2 separate regions of the Triticum aestivum genome follow, and region 2 is linked to region 1. The links are chromatin contacts, called in public Hi-C maps. All regions are on one chromosome and are shown on one strand. The core of a region is the stretch at or near the end of the contact, and the rest is flanking DNA. Distances in the headings are between cores, read along the strand shown. Region 1 holds the start of LOC123121390. Region 2 holds the start of LOC123121393 (ASC1-like protein 1).

Region 1 (3,277 bases), core at 298-2,797:
AACTCCTCCATATTCATCGTATAGGATCCAATAACATGTGCTGCATAATATGGGATGTAGATATTCTGATCATGTGAAAGCCAACGCCTGTTTTTCAGGCCCTTCCATATTAGAGCTGCCATGCACTCAAATATTCCCAAGTTGATGAATTCAGGGTCATTTGGGTGTGCCATGGCAGTGTTCCAAAGGCCACTGATAGGGAGAACTTGGCCATCATCATCTTGGGAAGGAAGTTCTCTAAAGAATTTCAGCACACTTGCTCTTCTTTTGCTAGGGTTTGCTTCCTTCATAACACAGAAGAAACATCCAGGATAAGGGCAATCAGCAGGTATTTTATCCATTAAGAACAGGTCGATCTTATGTGCTTCCTTAGTCAGATCCTCCAAAATTATACTTCAAACTGCATCATGCAATCATATTATCAGCAAAACGAAAGAAAAAAATCTCTTAAGGAACAAAGCATAGTCCAACAGATCATTTAATCCATGGTCAGCATATAAAAACACTTTGAAGTTTGAAGTAGCAAATTAATATAGCATGCTTGATAGCTTATCTTTTATTTCCCCTTCTGTCACTGCTTAAGTATGGTGATTGAATAAGTTATAACTATATGAAGTTGACTGGCAAAAAATTATCCACTAAAAAAGGGGCAAAAATGACCAACACAACACATTAGTGGCAACTCCACCAAAGGAAAGTGAGATTCACCCAAACTTGTTGATATTATATAGGACATGTTCTATTTATTTGCAAACTCTAGCAAAGAGGACTCGGGGAAGTTGCATTTGGTTCAAACATGGGTGATAGCTACATAGCCTACTTCCTATAATCCCTAGCAAAATTCCATCTAACGAGAGAAATGTACAGTAAACTGACAGGGACGTCCAAGTAGTGAGTAAATTAAACCTGCTGATAATGCAAACCATCTTCTGGGGCTCGTCTATCTAAACCTAATAACGCAACATCCCTGTTATACCTGCCATGGAGCTACCCCGGAATCTTCCAAAAGGGTACAGAACGCACTAGATGCGAGGACCTAGGTACCGTTGGAATCTCACAGCAGGGAAACAACATGGAACCACCATGACAAGAAAAAAAATACAACAAAATTGGCACACTAAACCCCAGTGAAACAGCAGCATTGCGTCGCCTCCCCGCTCATCACCAAGGACCGAGACCCCCGGGAAGAGGGGACGCGACTTCCGGAGCCCAAACCCTACCTCGCCAGCCCCGCGCTCTCGCCCCCAGCGCGAACCAAGCAAGGAGCGCCCCAGGAATGCCTACAACTGGAACACGGCGCGGAGAAGAGCAGCACTGAAGGCAGGGGGAAGGGAAGAGAACGGACCGAAGAGGGGACGACTCGGCGCCGGCGACCGGAGCCCCTCGAATGCAGGCCCGGAGGCGGCCGCGCCGGATCGAACCGCGGGCGGAGGCGGGGGAGGGGGCGGGGGCGGATCCGGCGGGGAGGGGTTCCCGGCCGGTGTTCCGGGGAGGAGCTGCTTTGATTTGGCTCCGGTTTGATTTGATTTTGGAGAGAGAGAGTGTGGGGGGAGGAAAGGAAGGGGGAGGCGGGGCCTATGATAAAATGAAATTATCAGCGCGGCGTGTACCGGCGCTGCAAAGCTGCAAGTTGCGAGCAGGGCGGACCCCCCACCCCAGTGTCTGTCCGTCCTTTGTGTCCACGACGCCGACGGGCCTGACTGACTGCCTGCCTGCCTGGAGTCTGGTCCAGTGCGCGCGTGCTTGTCCACGGATCTCCCGGTTTTACCCCTCACGGGATGGGGTGAGCGGTGCCGTCACACAGTATCTCCGGGCACCACCCTCACATTGGAATATGGAAGACCTAGTTACGGTAGCCTCCGACTAATTTCTCTGCTGACTGACTTCAACTACCCATGTGTTGAGGGGCCTAGTTAACCAGGAAGGAGGGAGCAGTTGGTACTACTACTTGAAACTCGTGTGATGGCGAGCTCGGTAAGAATGTAACCGTTGTTTAATCCACCTGCTGCACGAAGGCATTGATATGCGCATTTCTAGGGCACCTAAACGGTCGGCAACAAAGTAATGCGACAAACAGGCGATGTTACCACTGTAATGCAGTTTACTAAACTGCCAACAACACGAGGCAGTGCCGCTGGAAATATCATTTTGTCTTTCTGCCATGTTCTCCAGCGAATATCAACCAAAACAACACCATTTCGTCTATCATCGTCAACATAAAAGGGTGGGACAAAAATGTGTCAACACAAAATACACAATGGCATCTCAATCTAATCCTGATCAACACCTCATCCACAAAATGTTCTACTCTTGGCTTATTCTCGGTGTACCAAAAAATCCCTAGCAGTTGCTCGATGAAGGGCAAGATTTTTCCCACGGCGCAGTTAACTACTCATACAAGCCAGCCACACTTAAGTCGGACACCGGCTTTGACGAACAGACGCAAGGCAAGGCGGAAAGAGCAGCTTTGAGGATAACACAACAGCATCTCATCCAACGATGTAATCCTACTCCCCGGCCTTCTCCTCCTTGGCAATGTGGAAGCCTTCGATCTTACACGCAATCTCCTCTGCTCCAGCCTTGGGTTTACCATTTGTATCGACCGCCTCCTCAGCATCCACGTTAGGTGGGCTCAGCTGCCAGATCCGAATAGTACCATCTTCCGACCCTGAGGCGTATGATTCGCCACCAGGTGCAAACCGGACGCAGTGAACTGGACCATGATGCCCTTTGTTACAGGCTGCACAATACAACAATACTCGGTTATGTCAGCATGGCAAAGTGTAATTGAGAGGACAAGGAACCAATAATAACTTCTGAGAAGTATACAATTGAAGCACAATCAAACAAGTAACATGACAATACTGCAACATAAATACCATCAAATAGTCAACGCACAATATCAGAAAACACATGAAATAACGATGAGTGAAAATAGTACTAATAAACTAGTCTCGGTGCCGGTGGAACTCTTGCTTAAGATTACATCGATGAATCTCATCATTGAAATATAGAACAACATATTGATCCATTTCCAATGTTCCTTTCCAACTGCTTTATAATATAATACTAGCAAAATGCCCATGCGTTGCACGGAACATCAAGATGCATTTGTATGAGTAGTTTATCTTGTGGGAGATAAGGATGAACGAGGCAAGGCCTTATCTGTAAATGTGGAGAGAGGTGCGGGTATCTTTTGTAAAATTGTCATAGTTTGCTTTCTATCCGTCAGATATAGATCGGACGGTCTATATTACAGGATGGCAGGCACACCATC
Region 2 (3,263 bases), core at 526-3,025, 890 kb before region 1:
CGAATAGCATGTTCTCATATCGGGAAGGGTCCGAATAGCAGTTAACTGACCATATCGGCAGTTCACGGACCGATATTTGGAACAGTGATTACACCAGCGGTGTGTCAGGTACTAGTGGAAGAAGATAAGAGAGAAGATTGGAGGGCTAGGATGAGAGGAAGACATGATCTATGCCTATCTCTGTTTCCCCCTTTTGCTGCTTTTTCCTTTCCTTTACTTTCAAATTAAGCCCCTGTAATTCCCTAGCCTATATAAGGCCTTGTAACCTGAGAGAGGGGTATCGACCAAAAGTGCTCTGGTTCTTCAGTTCTTACTTTTTCCTTGATTTCTTGGTTCTATCCACTTCAATTCCCTGTCGATTCCTAGCGGGATCTGACACGGTGCTCATTGTTGTGTTTTCCCTCTTTGTTCTCCCTTACTATGTGTGCTGTCGGTGTGTGTTATTTTTTGCTCAATCTCTTCTCCCCTGTGCCTCCTGTTCACTTGGACCCTATCTTGCGATGGGCTGCAAAGCCTTGTTGTAGGGCAAATGAATTAAGGTGGGAACAGCCCCCCCCCCCCCCCCCCCCGGTTTGAAAATTCAAAAAAGTAAGAGCGGATAATATTTTGCAAATGTTAAGCTTCCAGTACATGTTCTATAATTTTCTAGATAAACTTGGATAGTAGCATGTCCCGCCTCACATCTGATTCACTAGCAATATAGCACAACAAATTTTACTCACATGCCATTTAACCAATAATATCAGTAGAACCCAAAGAATCACACACTTCACAGTATGAAGATGTTTAAAAGTACCGCCCTAAACAAGAGGGAAAACAAGTGGCATCTAAGAGCGTGTCAATGATTCGATTATTTTGTTAAAGAGAAGGCAACTTTCGAAAAAGCAGTCACGATGACCACAGCTTTATCGAGCCGAATCCAGCACAATCTCAATCAAAATGCAGTACATTATTGCTATGGTGCTGTATTTTCTAGTTTCTATTTGTTTTTCTGATTGACAATTTGATCCATAGTTACAGAGGCTCACATCAGAACATGCACAGTTACCGAAACTGTTATCCAGGCACATCAGTTTTATGAGAAAACTGATTCATCACTAGCAATACTGAAGCAAGAAACTCAAGGGGGAATGCTTATCCAGCAACTAACTGCAGCTTACCACGGGCATTCCGGATCCGATGAACCACTAAAAACCGAAGAGGGGAGCAGCCAGGCAGTTTACCTCGAAGACGAACCGGTCGAGGAGGAAGCGCAGGGCGGGAAAGAAGGCGACAAGGATGGGAAGCACGGCGTAGTCGCCGTACGCCGGGTAGGCCTCCGCCTCCCAGTCCACCGGCGTGGAGGACGAGTAGGATCTCGTGAAGAGCTCCACGAGCGCCGCCATTGCGGGTGGGAGATCCAAATCCAAGAACCTAACTCCCAGCTGGTTTCTTGGATCCGAGCACGGAAAGCGGACGCGCCGCCGATCCGAGAAGCCCACGAGCGCTCCCGAGCCGGGGAGGAGGACAGACGAGTCAACACGAAGCCGCCGCGATGCTAGATTCGGTGTGGGTGGAGCTGAGCAAGAAGTAGACGAGGAGGAGTACTAAATCTTCCGCCTTGGTGGTAACGGATTGCTGCTAGGAACGGGAGCGGATGCACTGGCGCCCTTTTCTGCGGGGGATTGGAGAATCCACTGGGGTTAGGTTGGGTTGGGTGGGGAGATGAGATCTGAGCGTCAGCTTTATAATTTAGTAGCGGCGTTATTGGTTACGAAGCAACCAGGCGGCGGGATCCCGTCTGTGACGGAAAAAGAAAGGGTACAAATCCCCTTTGTCTCCGGTCGACTGGTTCGTGCTGGGCATGTCTCCACGTGACCCCGATCGAGGGCATATCGGTATGGCTGGCTGGCTGGATTTCGTTGTCGCCAAAACTCGTCAAAATCTAGAGCTTTTCTTGGGAATTGAAATTTTAGAGCGCTGGCACATGGTGCTGTTCTGTGTGCCCGTGTCACGAAATTCAAATCCAGGGTTCTGTAAGCACGTCGTATTTGTGCAACCAAATCTGTCACTTTCGCCCGTCCATATGTAGATTGATTGATCTCGGTTTTTTTTATGTTATTGTAAAATGCACGCTTTTGTCAACTCATGGACTGTTTTCGTGGCCAAAAAGAAAGAAAGCTCACTCATACCTTGTTTAGTTTATATAAAAAGGAAAAGTCATTTTCATTATGCTCTCATGTTTTTTAACACAGTATAGACGCAAACACTTATATATACGCGCATACACTCATCTCTATACACTCAAGAGCACCTCCGAGAGACCGAGCCGATATATCATCTTGAAATTGACGGAATCACTAAAGGCAGCTGGTAGTCAACAAGAACGTCTCGTCCCAATGAATACACATCACTAAAATAAATACGAGCAACAGAACTATGCAACCACAGGTTGGTTTGTGTTATGTTCTCATGGTTGGAATGTACAATACCACTACAATGGTTGTGGGGTTGGTCCAATCAAGTAATTAAAGAATTAATTAATTACTCCTGCAATATTAGTCGCCCACGTAGTTAATATCGTGATAACTGTTGTATATTAGGAAGACAACGGCCGTGCCATTAACCACGTCAGTTAATCACGGCAAATTGAACACCAGACGTGCGCTGGGTCGTTGGATGTGAGCTCCACTGCATGCACAACGTACAAGGCGCATGTTGCGGTCTACAAATTTGGATATAATTTTATTTATTTATGATGTTCATTATACTAGCATGATTGAATATGTATAGGTTAAAAGTTCTTTTAAAAAATAAACTGCGGCCCTGAGAGATTTTATAACGCGCCTGGTTGGCTAATAGGTACTACTACCTCCGTTCCAGTTTACTGAGTATCCTCGTATTTTGGGTCAAAGTTTGATCATCTACAAAACTAACAAAATATAAATTATATTATACAAAAAGTATATTATTGGATTTGTATTTAAAAAGGCTTTCTCATAGTATAATTTTTATGAAATATAGTTTGAACTTTATTAGTTAAATTTATAGTCAAATTTTAGCCCAAAATAAGAGGGGGTCTAATAAACCTGAGCGAAGGTGGTATCACGATAGAAGATTTACATTATGAGAATTAATTCTTATTATTATTGCAACGTTGTGGTTCTCCCCACTAGGATACACGTCTGGCCGCCCTCCCTCCCCTTCGCCGCGCCGCGTGGCGGCATGGAGGGATCCCCAGATCTCGGCCGCCGGTCCTCCTCCCTCCTCATCCTCCCTTGCCG

Evidence for each region. Hi-C and Micro-C count contacts between places; a contact is called where the count stands out from the background.
Region 2: a Hi-C map of leaf shows a contact between it and region 1, with 6 times the contacts expected there. The contact joins the promoter of LOC123121393 here to the promoter of LOC123121390 in region 1.

The regions. Positions count from the first base shown.
Region 1 is chr5D:309,238,833-309,242,109 of IWGSC CS RefSeq v2.1, reverse strand. LOC123121390 reads right to left here and starts at 1,547. Exons shown (of 4, transcript XM_044541347.1): 1 at 1,346-1,547; 2 at 1-400. The coding sequence starts at 341. LOC123121391 (serine-threonine kinase receptor-associated protein) reads right to left here. Exons shown (of 7, transcript XM_044541348.1): 7 at 2,177-2,740. The coding sequence ends at 2,508.
Region 2 is chr5D:310,133,990-310,137,252 of IWGSC CS RefSeq v2.1, reverse strand. LOC123121393 (ASC1-like protein 1) reads right to left here and starts at 1,775. Exons shown (of 6, transcript XM_044541352.1): 1 at 1,224-1,775. The coding sequence starts at 1,385.